2 separate regions of the Sus scrofa genome follow, and region 1 is linked to region 2. A link is a contact called in public Hi-C data. All regions are on one chromosome and are shown on one strand. The core of a region is the stretch at or near the end of the contact, and the rest is flanking DNA. Distances in the headings are between cores, read along the strand shown. Region 1 overlaps TMEM241 (transmembrane protein 241). Region 2 overlaps CABLES1 (CDK5 and ABL1 enzyme substrate 1).

Evidence for each region. A called contact is a pair of places that touch in the nucleus more often than the background predicts.
Region 1: a Hi-C map of skeletal muscle shows a contact between it and region 2, with 3 times the contacts expected there. The contact joins two enhancer-like sites. A contact is called at or near these places in 3 of 47 Hi-C or Micro-C datasets (embryonic fibroblasts, liver and skeletal muscle).

Annotation. Positions count from the first base shown.
Region 1 is chr6:108,285,900-108,292,632 of Sscrofa11.1, forward strand. TMEM241 (transmembrane protein 241) reads right to left here. Exons shown (of 16, transcript XR_002345438.1): 6 at 2,228-2,253. Among named protein-coding and RNA genes, the nearest start is that of TMEM241, 40 kb to the right of the region's middle. Within about 2 kb of position 2,497, at least 19 of the 83 cell types and tissues checked have an H3K27ac peak or open chromatin away from gene starts, as enhancers often do. A contact at or near this core is called in skeletal muscle, where this site is marked.
Region 2 is chr6:108,178,753-108,185,456 of Sscrofa11.1, forward strand. All of the region lies in intron 3 of CABLES1 (CDK5 and ABL1 enzyme substrate 1), which reads left to right. Among named protein-coding and RNA genes, the nearest start is that of CABLES1, 66 kb to the left of the region's middle. Within about 2 kb of position 4,394, at least 10 of the 83 cell types and tissues checked have an H3K27ac peak or open chromatin away from gene starts, as enhancers often do. A contact at or near this core is called in skeletal muscle, where this site is marked.

The DNA.
Region 1 (6,733 bases), core at 1,247-3,746, 110 kb after region 2:
TTCATTGTGATATTCTGGCAACTTTTCTATAGGTTTCAATTTTTTTTCCAAAATAAAAATTTCATTAGAAAAAATCTCTCATACATACCAAAATATTTATGAATGAAAGGCTAAGGTGCCACAGATACAGCACTGGGTGGAGCCTTAGGTTGAAAACTGTTGCACCTGGGTGGTAAGTCTAAGTGCTTCATGATACTATTCTGTCTACTTTTATGTCTGTTTAGAAATTTCCATAATAAAAGGTTTTTATTAAATTCTTGCACAAAAGGTAACACTGCCAATCACGGCTATTTTCACATTTTCCCATTCATTGGAAAGTTGATTTGGAGCTACTTGGGGCTTAGAAATCAGTGGGGTTTTATACGGCCTATGGGTTTCCTACCCCCAAATACCGTGGCCTCTAGCCTTTCCCCATCATTCTCTCCTTCTAAAAGAAGGCATCGGAAAACATAACACCCAAACGATCACATGCCCTCCCCTCCTCTTTCCATGTTATGACGCAACAATGTAGGCGGGTTGGGCCTCTTCACTACTGACCATTCCCTTAGGCGGCAAACAGCAAAGGGTCATCAGCATGAACGGAGGCAGTGAAGAGAGCATCTTCACTTTTAGGGCACTTTTTTTTTTGGCCACATTCACAACATATGGAAGTTCCCGGCCCCAGGAATCAAACCCTGACTGCTGCAAAGACGACATCAGCTCCTTAAGCTGATGAGCCACATCGGGAACTCCCTAGGGAACTTTATTATATGACGTCGTAACCAATATACATTCCATATACGTACTGAATTCTCTACTACTTACACATGTAGATGTAGTACACAACAACCTGACATCCATATCTGAAGTCCACTGGCTAATCAATTCTGTCCACAACTCCACCCCCGATAGCCCTCACTGTTGTCATCACACATAACAGGCTAGCATGGCAGCTGGCCCAAGGCAGGAGGACTGGCAGGAGGAAGCCTGGGAGCTGGGGCTGGGGGCCTTGGGAAGGGCAGGACCACACAGGAGATCCTGAAGCTTAGGAAGGTTCTCCACTCCAGCCCGCCCTACTCCTAGAGCCTCGCCAACAGTCCAGGCACACACACAACGGAGTCTCCCTGGCCCGATGGCCAATGGACTCAGAGGCACAGGCTGGGGGCATGGAAGGCGGTTGTCAGGGAAGGTTCTGGGGCTGCACAGCAATACAAAGGTCCAAGGTCGTAGGTGGAGGACAGGAGAACCCTCAGGGCTTTTGTGTCTGCCTGCAGCAGAAAGAAGGCTTTATAGGATGTAGGACGCTTCCCCAGCCACAGGCAAGGACTGTTAGATTCCTTCAAACAGAGGACCCCCTGAGGCTGAAGGGACACCCAGGTGTGAGACGCGCACCCCCACCCTTTCCCATCAAACTTGGCTTTGAGCAACACCTGATTACATCAGGCATGAATGGGTTTTAATGCCTCTCTTTAACACCTGCTAATCTTTTAAACAAGAGAATGAGTCCTGACTGTTTTTTTTCTCCTTCAAGTAGCAGCCTGTAATAAAAGCAAAAAAGGAGCTTGGATGAAAGCCCAGGAATATCTGAAACAAAAAGTCCTAAATCCATGTATCAAAGCATCTCTGCTGGTCTTCTCTCTACGAGACCAAGCTTCTTCACAGCTATTGCCCAGGAGGTAAGAAGTCAAACAACGAGGCACCCAGGTCAGAACTAGCACAGCAGGGGACAGGGACCCGCCAGAGGGTCCAGCCCTGTTGATGTTTCATCGAGGGAAAGTGAGGAGCAGAGTGGGGAACCTGCCCACGGTCACTGTGCTGTGTGGCCCAGGACCATGCATGACACAGATCCCTGGGCTCATGGGCTGGTGCCTTTTCCATCATGGGAAATCTTAAAAACCCCATAAACTGTACATATTATTTTTTAAACTTTAGGTCATTTTCATTTTTCCCATTTTCATTCTTCATCAGTATTGCACAACACTTAGTGACGTTTTGGGCATCAATGGCTGAAATCTAGCACGGGTTGTTTTCCCCTTAGGAATAAAATATTTCAAAAAAAAAAAAAGAGAGTAAATTTTAGAATAAGACACAAAATAGGGACATACAAGAGTTTACAATAAATTCCTCTGTCAACTCTCAAGTGAGAATCGTCAACAGATGGTTCATCATCAAAGTTTAAAATTAGGTTAAATCTATTTTAGAGTTTTGTGGAGTTTTTGGGTTTTTTTTTTTTTTTTTTTCAACTTACCTACAGATCTTTGCAGGTGAAGTTTTCTGTATGAAAATAAAGAGACATAATTAGTCCTTAAAAACCCTTTTTTTTTCCCTTTAAAAGAAAACAGTTATATCAAGAGGCATATAAATTATGAGTGAGTTCATCGGGGGCTTAACAACTTGCTGCACTTCACTATTTATTGAGGCTTTTTCTGCTTGGACCGAATGAAGGATGACTCAGAGGTTCGAGGCTGAGTCACTTCGGCAAAGTGCTCTGGCTGTGTAGTTTTACCACCCTCACCATTAGAATTATGTTTACCCACAGAAAAGCAAAATGATGCCAGGCCCAAGCCTTCAAATACCTGACACACCAGGAAAGTGAAAGCGAGAGGGAGAAATTGATGTACCCTCTGTAGCAAAAGAAATTAAGCTCTTGTTCAACCTCTATTCCAGTCTGTCTCTTTAAATTTTCCTTTCATTAATCCAGCTCTGACTCTGAGCAGTGCTATAAATTCTCTGGTATGATGTGTAAATTAGGAAACAGAAAAAAGGAGAAGGGACATTGGACTCCGCCCTTGGAGAGAAGGAAAAAAGGGAAGATTGGGGAAATCTGAACTTAGCATATAACACTCCCTGAAATGAAGAAATTCTAGTGTAGACTCTACCTTTTTCTTTTTTTTTTTTAATGGCTGCACCCATGGTATATTAAGTTCCTGTGCCAGGGATTGAATCTGAGTCACAGCTGTGACCGACGTGGCAGCTGCATTGGTCAGATCCTTTAACTCACTGCACCAAGCCAGGGACTGAACTCGAGCCTCCACAACAGGAGCAGCTGCAACCAGATTCTTAACCCATGGCACGACGGTGGGAACTCCTGGGCTCTACCTTTTTATTAGTTAAAGAGAATTAGTCCTTGGCACTTGGGAAGAAAGTTCTAGCAGGGAGAAGCATAGATTTTCCTATATTTGATAGGGAAGATGGTCAGGAATGACAACAGATTAATTCTAGATATTACAGAAGGATTATTTTGCTAATTGAGGACAAATTACAATGTTTTTTTACTCCAGCGTGAAGCATAAACATACTTTTTAAAAATGAAGCACTCAGGAGTTCCCGTTGTGGCTCAGAAGTAACAAACCTGACTGGTATCCATGAGGATGTGGTTTCAATCCCTGACCTCACTCAGTGGGTTAAGGACCCAGTATTGCCCTGAGCTGTGGTGTAGGTCGCAGATGCAGCTCCGATCTGATGTTGCTGTGGCTGTGGTGTAGGCCTGTAGTTTCAGTTCTGATTCAAACCCCTAGTCTATAAACTTCCATGTGCCACGGGTGCAGGCCCTAAAAAGCAAAAAAAAAAAAAAAAGTGAAGAACTCAAAAGGTACCAACTTTCAGTTACAAAGTAAGCAGGAGTTCTCGTTGTGGCTCAGTGGCAACAACTCTGACTAGTATCCATGAGGACACAGGTTCGATTCCTGACCTCGCTCAGTGCGTTAAAGAATCCAGTGTTGCCACAGTTGCAGCCCAGATTCAATCCCTGGCCCAGGAACTTCCATATGCCAAGGGTACAGCCATAGAATTAAGGAAAAAAAACCCACTTGCACATACCTGAAATTAATACAATGTTATATGTCAGTTGTATCTCAATTTTTTTTAAAAGTATAGCGCTGGCAAGAGAAATGTGTTTTGCTGTGAAGGCTGTCTTAAGTGTCCATGTGTGATGAACAACCCAGATGGCATTGTTTTTGTTTGTTTTTTGTTTTTTGTCTTTTTGCCTTTTCTAGGGCCGCACCCGTGGCATATGGAGGTTCCCAGGCTAGGGGTCCAACTGGAGCTGTAGCCACCGGCCTACACCACGGAAACAGCAACGTGGGATCCGAGCAGCATCTGCAACCTACACCACAGCTCACGGCAACGCTGGATCTTTAACCCACTGAGCAAGGGCAGGGACCGAACCCGCAACCTCATGGTTCCTAGTCGGATTCGTTAACCACTGAGCCACGACGGGAACTCCCCAGATGGCATTGTTTCAATGAACACATGATGTCTGTGTACAAAGCATTGGCTCCCATCTTTAGATCCTTTGTTATCTCTTATGTTTTTGCTCTTCTTGGTGGAACCCGCCTCAGCAGAGTCCAAAGGCAAAGCCAACCTTGACTCCACTGCCCCCCAGTGGGGACCCTTATCCCTTCCGTACAGAAAGAATGACACACACAGAGATGACCCAGCTCCCACCTGGAACACTGCGCCCAACGTGGGAAAATACGGTACTAGAAGATTCTGAGCTAAACAGAAACAACATCTCCACGGTCTGGAGGAAGAAGAGCAGAGGACGGGAACGACAGGGCTGCTCCAACTCTTCCCCGGGTAACAAACATTCACCAGCAGCTCTTGGGGGCCGTTAGGGGGTTGACAACCAATCCAGGGCCTGGAGGAGTTCACCCACCCCACAGAGGACAGCACCCTTTTTCTTTTAACCTCCGCTGACTAAAGGAGCCCAGAACTTGAGATAGGCAGAGCAAAAACAAGCAATAAATTCTTTACTGAGCTCCAGTCGCCCAAGCTCCAAAACAACCCAGAAGTGCATGTCAGGGATCCTCCTCCACAGGCCCCTGGTCCCCGAATCACTGGACATCTCATCTCTGGAAGGGTCAGTGCAACTCCTCAGAAGTCATAATAGGGAGTTCCCATCGTGGCGAAGCGGAAACGAATCCGACTGGGAACCACGAGGTTGCAGGTTCGATCCCCGACCTCGTTCAGTGGGTTAAGGATCTGGCATTGCATGAGCTGTGGTGTAGGTTGCAGGCACGTCTCGGATCTGGCGTTGCTGTGGCTGTGGTGTAGGCCGGCGGCTACAGCTCCGATTGGACCTCTAGCCTGGGAACCTCCATATGCCATAGTGCAGCCCTAAAAAAAAAAAAAAAAAAAAAGGAAGAAAAAAAAGAAGTCATAATAAATAGCTAACCCACCCTCAGGGCTTCTGGGCACCATCCTAAGCACTCGACACACATCAACTCATGTCATTATGGGTTATTGAACAGGCTTGGGTTGTGTGCAACAGATGGGAATGCTGAGGAATAGAGAAATTAAGGAACTTGCCCAAGGTCACAGGGTTTCAGCCCAAGCCATCGAGTCCAGACCTTAAACCTTTTAGGCCCTATTCTGCCACAGCCTGCCTGCCTGTCCTGCAGAGACACCCACCAATGCTTTTGGGCCACTAGCCTTCGTTTGCTGCTTCCTCTCTGCCTGGAGTAACCTCTCTCCCTGACCACCCAGAAAATTCCTACCCATTAGCGTGACTGGGCTCAAATCTAGCCCCTGGCCCTTCTAAGCAGACTTACCAGTGGTCAACCCCCCAGTCCACCCACAGGCCTGCTCCAGCCCATAGGACATCCTACATGTCAACAGAACATGTTGACACGTCGGTTCCTCCCTTCAACCTGAGTTCTGGGAGGGTGACAGCTGTGTCTGTCCATGGCTGTAGCTGGTGGTCTAGCAAGATATTTGATCTATAGCACTGACTTCGTAAATGTTGAACGGAAGAACAAATGAATAGCAGTATTCTAATGTTAAACTGCGACAAGTATATCTGCAAGGTAGCATGACTGATTCTATAAGTCACACACTATTATCTCATCAAACTGTGTGTGCATGTGTGCATACATATGTGTGTGTGTGAACGTACACAAAGAACCAGTTATGGGGGGTGACAGTGAACCACAGCTCCAGAGAGAGCTTATTCTTTTAATCTGGGAACAAGGTCATGAGCAGGTCAAGGCCATTCTAGGGAAATGGGACACACAACGGACACAAGAGCCCTCGTCCTGAGTCACAGGTAAAGCCTGAGAGGTGGCATCCGAACATGTTCCTCATGACACCTGGTCACTTAGTCAAGGCTCCAGGCTGAATGATCAGGAATGTAAATGTATGAAGAATATGTCATGGCAATCTTCAGCACAGAGCCGATTTTAACTCCAAACTACCGGAAATCACCTATAAATCTACGAACAGGGACCACCCAACACATCATGGAGAAAAAGGAGGCCACACGTAGGGATTCTGACAAATTGATTGAGGGAAAAACAGGATGTACGGTAGGTAGTATTTCTGTAAATATTCTATACATGTCTGAAAGAACAGAGTTGTTTCTTCTAGGAAGGAAGATCACATTAATGTCTGGAATTTTTTTCCTCCGCTTTTTCTTTTTTTTTTTTTTGTCTTTTCAGGCCTGCACCCACGGCATATGGAGGTTCCCAGGCTAGGGGTCGAATCGGAGCTACAGCTGCCAGCCTACACCACAGCCACGGCAATGCCAGATTTGAGCCGCATCTGTGACTATCTGTGACCTCCACCACAGCTCACGGCAATGCCAGATCCTTAACCCACTGAGCAAGGTCAGGGATCGAACCTGCAACCTCATGGTTCCTAGTCGGTTTTGTTTCCACTGCACCATGATGGGAATTCCTGCATTTTCTTATAAAAATTAAAAAAAAAACAATTTTTTTTTTTTAATTTTATGGCTGCACCCATGGCATATGGGAGC
Region 2 (6,704 bases), core at 3,144-5,643:
AACCTCGCCAAGATTCCTGGGCTCAGCTTCTCCTGCCACCAAAGTGTCCCCCAGAGCCGATCTCACACATTGCTGTCCCTCTGCTTCTTCCTTGGTGCTGTGAGCCATAGGAGGAGAGGAGGAGCAGGGGCCACAGACCCTTATGTTAGCTTTTTTTTTTTTTTTTTTTTTTTTCCGGTCTTTTGTCTTTTTAGGGCCACATCCACAGCATATGGAGATTCCCCGGCTAGGGGTCCAATCGGAGCTGTAGCCTCTGGCTTGTGTCAGAGCCACAGCAATGCCAGACCCGAGCCATGTCTGCGACCCACACCACAGCTCATGGCAATGCCGAATCCTTAACCCACTGAGCAAGGCCAGGGATTGAACCCGCACCCTCATGGTTCCTAGTTGGATTCTTTTCCACTGCACCAGGATGGGAGCTCCTTTTTTGGGTTTTGTTTTGTTTTTTGTTTTTTTGTTTTGTTTTATTTTGGTCTGCATGAGGCTTTTAAGAGAAATTATTTCCAATCATAAGCGACCATGCTTGGTGCTGCTGGTGTGCAGATGAACATTGCTGAAAAGCTCTTGGCCTGAGAATGCTGGTCGCCCCTTTTCTAACCAGTGCAATTTCCAGGAAATAAAATGAGTCACAGAAGAAAAGGATGAAGGGCTGGGGAGAACTTTCTCTTGGTGGTTACATTTCAACTCCCTGGTTGGTGAGAGGGCCCTAGGAGCCTGGGGGGAGACCAGACCTTGGTCCCCCCCAGCGGTACATGGCAGCTGGGGAGAAGCCATCATTAGGGCTGCAGATGGCTCAGGGCTGGGGCCACATTCAGGACACAGCTACCTGAGCTGTGCTGGGAGAGCAAAGATGAGGGGACTTCCTAACCTCTGTGCCACTAGGCTCAGCTTTAACACCTCCTATCTCCTTGTTATGGGCTGGATGGGGTCCCCCCCCCAAATTCTTATGCTGACCCCCAATCTTAGAATATGACCTCATTTGGAAATAGAGTTGTGACCGGTGTAATTGGTTGAGATGAGATGAGATTGTGCCAGAGCGAGGGGGGTCCCTAATCTATAATCTGACTGGTGTCCTGATAAAAGGGGGAATCTTGGAGACAGACATGCACATGCAGAGATCTCCTCGTGGCCTTGTAAGGGCTGGTGTCATGCTGCCCCAGGCCAGGGAGTGCCCAGAAGCTGGAAGAGGTGCCAGAAACAGATCCTGCCCTCAGAGGAAGCCTGGTCTCGAAACCCTGGGCTCTGGAACTGTTCGAAGATTGACTTCTGTTGACTGAGCCATTGCCCCGGAGCATGGCATGTGGCACCTTATCACCTCAGCCCCTCCCACTCGCACGCTCCCTTGGCCTCTGTCACCACAGTCATGAGGGCCCCTAAGCTCAGGTCCTGATCTGCTGAATTATTTACAGTAACTGCTTGGTTAAGAGAGGAGGTTAGTAAACAGTGGAAAAAACACGTATGTAGGTTAAACACTGTGCTTTAATTTAAGGCATGTTGGCCGTCACCTGTTCCACAGCTTCTGCTGCCTGGTCCTTTTCTACCCCCGGGGCTCGATGAACAGAACCTGTGGCATCGACCTCACACATCACCCTTCCCACCCATGGTTGCCGGGTCCAGTTGGATTCTTGAAAGTGACCCAAGAAACTAAGTGCAGAATCTTTTTGGATTTTCACAATCTTTTCCTTATCTCTTTTTTTTTTTTCTTTTTACTGCTGTACCTGCAGCATATGGAAGTTCCTAGGCCAGGAGTCAGATGAGAGCTGCAGCTACCAGCCTACACCACAGCCACAGTAGCACGGGATCCAAGCCGAATCTGTGACCTGCTGCAGCTTAAGGCAACACTGTATCCCTTAACCCACTGCGTGAGGCCAGGGATCGAACCCACATCCTCACAGAGACAACAACAGGTTTTTATCCACTGAGCCACAAAGGGAATTCCCCTTTCCTTATCTTCTATAGATGTCTCACCCTTACCTATTTCAACTGCAGGTTTTCTTAGTGACTTGCCTTGTTTGAAAAAATTTTAAAGCAGTCACTGCTATTTTTTTTTTTAAATACAAAACAACCTTTCTTTCTTTTTTGTGTTCATGTATCAATAGTTTGTGCAATCTTTAATAAACATGGAGAAGTGTAACTAACAAATACAACTGGCACAAACAGGTGAGAGGCTTCCAGACCTGATCTTTTCAAGTATACAGCTCAGTGTGGGCATCTTAGAGAGCAGCCTGCCAGCCTGAGCTTTGGGTGTGCTGCAGGTGTTGGTCAAAGTGATTTCATGGAGGGGAGGGGAGACCCTAGTTGATCAGGTAGGGGAGGTCGGCGAAGAGAGACTTAGTTCCTCCAGTTGGCCTTCTGCTCCCCCACCCCGAGCCTGGACTCAAGCCAACACCTCTGCCAGCATATCTTCTCCTTGTTGCCTGTTGCCCCTTCACCCTAAGGTTAGTCAGTGTAGCTGTCACTTCCTCCAGGAAGCCCACCAGGCCTCCCTCAGTCTAGTTTAACTGTGCCTCTGATGTGCTCGGTAGCGCCCCTACTCCCCAGTCGGGGGAGTGACATCCCTGGGTACCTGTCTTCTACCCAACCCTAAGCTTTGTGGGGATGAGCCCTTGCCTGTATCACACGGCAGCGGGTCCCTGGCACCGAGCACAATGTCTGGCACAGAGTACGTGCTCTGAAAATATCTGTGGAAGGGAGGGAGGAGGAGAGGAAGATCCTATAACTTGTTTCCCAGAAGTCTTCCCTCACTCCCTGGACTGTAGGACCAGGTACACCTCAGCAGGTAGAGGGGGCCGCACTGTCGTTGCAGTGACTTAGCAGTAACGGAGGGGATCGTGGAGATAGTGATGGTGTTGGCAACACGATGAGAAGACTCACGCCTCCCCGATGCTTATGCCTCCGTCCTGTGTTAGTGGGCTACTCAGCATAGAACTTCACATGCATTCTCCCACCTAATTTGTGCCAGCTCTGTGTCCCCCAGGCTCCCTGGCTTGACGCTCTGTGTGGCCTCAGAAGGCACCACGTTGGTCTGTTTCTCTTCATCCTGGGCTCTGTGTTCCCTGTTCTCACCTGTCAGGATCCCACCCCTCCACCCACCTGTCCTGGGCTCCAGCTCTTGCTCGGGTTTCTAGTTCGTTCAGCTCCTTCCCTCCTCCCAGCTCCCCAGACTGGAATCGTGGCACTGAGCAGCATGGGGCCCAGAAAGTGGCTGAGGGCCAGCTATATTCACTCTCTGGGACTGCCTTGCAAAGTGCCACAAACAGGCTGCTTAAAAGAACAAAAATGGGAGTTTCTGTTGTGGCTCAGAGGTAACGAACCCACCTAGTGTCCATGAGGATGCAGGTTCCAGTCCTGGCCCCACTCAGTGGGTTAAGGATCCAGCATTGCCTTGAGCTGCAATGTAGGTTGCAGATGTGGCTCAAATCCTGAGTTGCTGTGGCTGTGGCATAGGCCTGCAGCTGTACCTCCGATTAAACCCCCTAGCCTGGGAACTTCTGTGTGCCGGGGATGCAGCCCTAAAAGAAAGAAAGAGGGGGGGGGGAGGGGGAGAGAGAGAGAGAGAGAAAGAAAGAAACAAACAAACAAACAAATACACACTACCACCACAACAAAAATGCATCCCTGCGAAGTTCTGGAGACCAGGAGTCAAGGTGTCAGCAGGGCCATGCGCCCTCTGAAGCCTCTAGGGAGGGATCATCTTTTGCCTCTTCGAGCATCTGCTGGCAGTTCTTGGCATCCATGAGTTTTGGCTGCGCTACTCCAGTCCCTGCCTCCATCATCATGTGGCCTCTTCTCTGTGTTCAACTGGGCGTCTCCGGTCTCTCTCCTTATGAAATCCAGCCTTTGGACCTAGGGCCCACCCTTATCCATTATGACTTCATTCTAACTGATGACATCGGCAAAGACTGTATTTCCAAATAGGGCCACATCCGCAGGGGCCGGGATTAGGACATCAGCATGTATCCTGTGGGAAACACGATTCAGCCTGCAACACCAGCATTGTTAAGTGTGTTCATTCTTGCTTCCTGGGCCTGTCATGTAAGGGGATGAAATACGGGGTTTGAGAATGCATTTCTACATGTGTGTCCAGGTACCTAACACAGACCCCTGGGCCACATTCATGTAGCACTCTTCTCACCCACCACTGCTGCAAATGTGATTTTCTTTGCTCTAACTTTTGAAGTTGGTCACTTGTTTTTCAAGTCCTTAAGTGAGTATCTTGGCTATCATGGAATATTCCACCTGGAAGAGATCAAAACGTCATACAGCCAACAGAGGCTCCCCAGGGTTCTGGAACTAGAACAAGAGGCCAGTTTTTGGCATAAAAGAGAGCATTGAAGGATCCTGGATGGTGTTAGACGTTGTCTGGTGGAACAGTGTCAGCACGGGGCTGAAGGGTTGGAAGCAGATGCAGGGAAAGGGCTCCATGGTCCCGTATCAGCCGTGAGCCCCCTTGGGCACCTTCACGCTCTTACAAGCACTCTGGTATCTCACGGGCCAAGGGTGCCTTTGGAAGCTACGTGGCCTGAAGCTGTTAAGCTCCCTCATACCAGAAACACTTTCCTAAGCCTGGAAATGAAGCTCCAGAAAGAAAAAGACCCTGTTCCAAGAGCAGAGCCTGCTCAGCCCTTCTCGGAAAACACTGTGCATCAAGAGAGAGCCCTGCCCGCCTGAGCTGCAGCCCTAGGGAGCTCTTCCTCCTGCTGTTTTTTTCCCTTCTGGCAGATGTTTGTATGGAAATGTGATCTTTAATTCCTTAAAGACCCATCTCCCTGGAGTTAATTCCTCTTTTGAAGTCCTAATCTTTTGTGTAATGCTTTCTGGTCATCTTGACTCCTAGTGAAGTGTTATATGTTACAGATGGGGAATTCTGCGGGCTTTCTGCATGACATTTGGGCACAGAAGACGATAACTATAGCGGCGGAGGGAAAAACATGGTGAATTTCCAAAGCCCACTGGAAATGGAGTTTGGCCGTCCTAACGTCATTCCTGACAACGAGCATCTGATTTCATTCTTCCACAAATATACTCAAAGGAGGCACACAAATCTGATTTTCTTCTTGAGCATCTCAGTTATGATGGATGTTCCCCTGATGCTTGGGAAGAACAAAGCTGCAAATTCATGTGAACCCCTCTGGCTTCTGGACACAGCAGTTGGTCCCGCTGGACCCATCTTGAGATTCTCGCTCTTTGAAGGCGCTAGTGCAGGAAACAGTCACAAACTTGACACTTGTTGATACATGTCTGCTCCTGCTAAGAATTCAAGTCCCACCCAACTCCAAAGCTGTTTCAGGAAACATGTAGGATGTATTCTTGGGAGCTCCATTGGCTCCTTTCAGCTCCCCAGGGCATGGACAGCCGCAGACCTGTTGCAGAGCTGCTGTGCAGGTCTCTGCAAGGATTCCTCCTCTGGCCCCTGCAGAGAGTGGGAGTCTGGGCGTGGTTGGACCCAAGAAGGAAAGAAAAGTGCCCCAAGTGCGGTCTTCCTTCCTCCCCTCCTCCGCCCTTCCTCCCCTCCTCCGCCCCCTCTCCCCCAGCTGCTTGAGAATGGCCAACCAAAGGATCAACCCTCCTGGAATCCTTGGCAACCGTCCACCTTGTAGTTGCTCCGTTTGAGTAAGGCTTTTTTTTTTCCTGAATGAGACCCATGCTCCCAGCCTCTCCTTCACCTCAAAGGTGAGGACCACACAGCGTGAGCACCCGATTCAAGTCACGTGCCCTTCGCCAATGGGCACATTGTGGTTGAAATTTTGGAAAGAAAGCTTACATATTACATGCATTTATATCCTGTCCTTCCCTTAGTCTATTAAAAATGTCCAGGGAGGGAGTTCCCATCGTGGCTCAGTGGTTAACGAATCCGACTAGGAACCATGTGGTTGCGGGTTCGATCCCTGGCCTCACTCAGTGGGTTAAGGACAAGGATCCGGGCATTGCCAGGAGCTGCGGTGTAGGTCGCAGACGCGGCTCGGATCCAGTGTTGCTGTGGCTGTGGCGTAGGCTGGTGGCTACAGCTCCGATTGGACCCCTAGCCTAGGAACTTCCATGTTGCCGCGGGAAGCAACCCTAGAAAAGGCAAAAAGAGAAAAGAAAAAAAAAATGTCCAGGGAGTTCTCATTGTGGCTCAGCAGGTTACAAACCCAACTAGTATCCATGAGGACTCGGGTTCAATCCCTGACCTTGCTCAGTGGGTTAAGGATCCGGCATCACCTGTGGTGTAGGTTGCAGATGCGGCTCAGATCTGCTATTGCTGTGGCTGTGGCGTGGGCCTGCAGCTGTAGCTCCGATCCGACCCCTAGCTTGGGAACCTCCATATGCCGCAGGTGCACCCATTGAAAAAAAAAAAAAATTCCTCAGACCATCACACCTGCTCCTGCATCACCTTTGTCACTTGACTCACTCATGCCTCACCCATCAAAGCATTTAGAATCTGGTACCTAATTAACAATAGGTGTGAGCTATTGTCATGTGTGCCTAAGTAAATTTACTTGGCACTACAGTGGCAGCTCTGCTCTTGTCTCTGTGAGAGCTGGTGTCCAGCTGGGTGGTGTGTCCAAAGTGTATTTAATGCTTGGCCCTTTGCCCTTCAGGCCTGGGAGGCCTCCCCTGGACATGGTGCTTCTGTCCTTGGAGCTGTGACCAGGGTCTGGGTCTGTGATACCTGATGATAAACATCTCCCTGGAGAGAGGAGAGACATACGTCTGTGTGC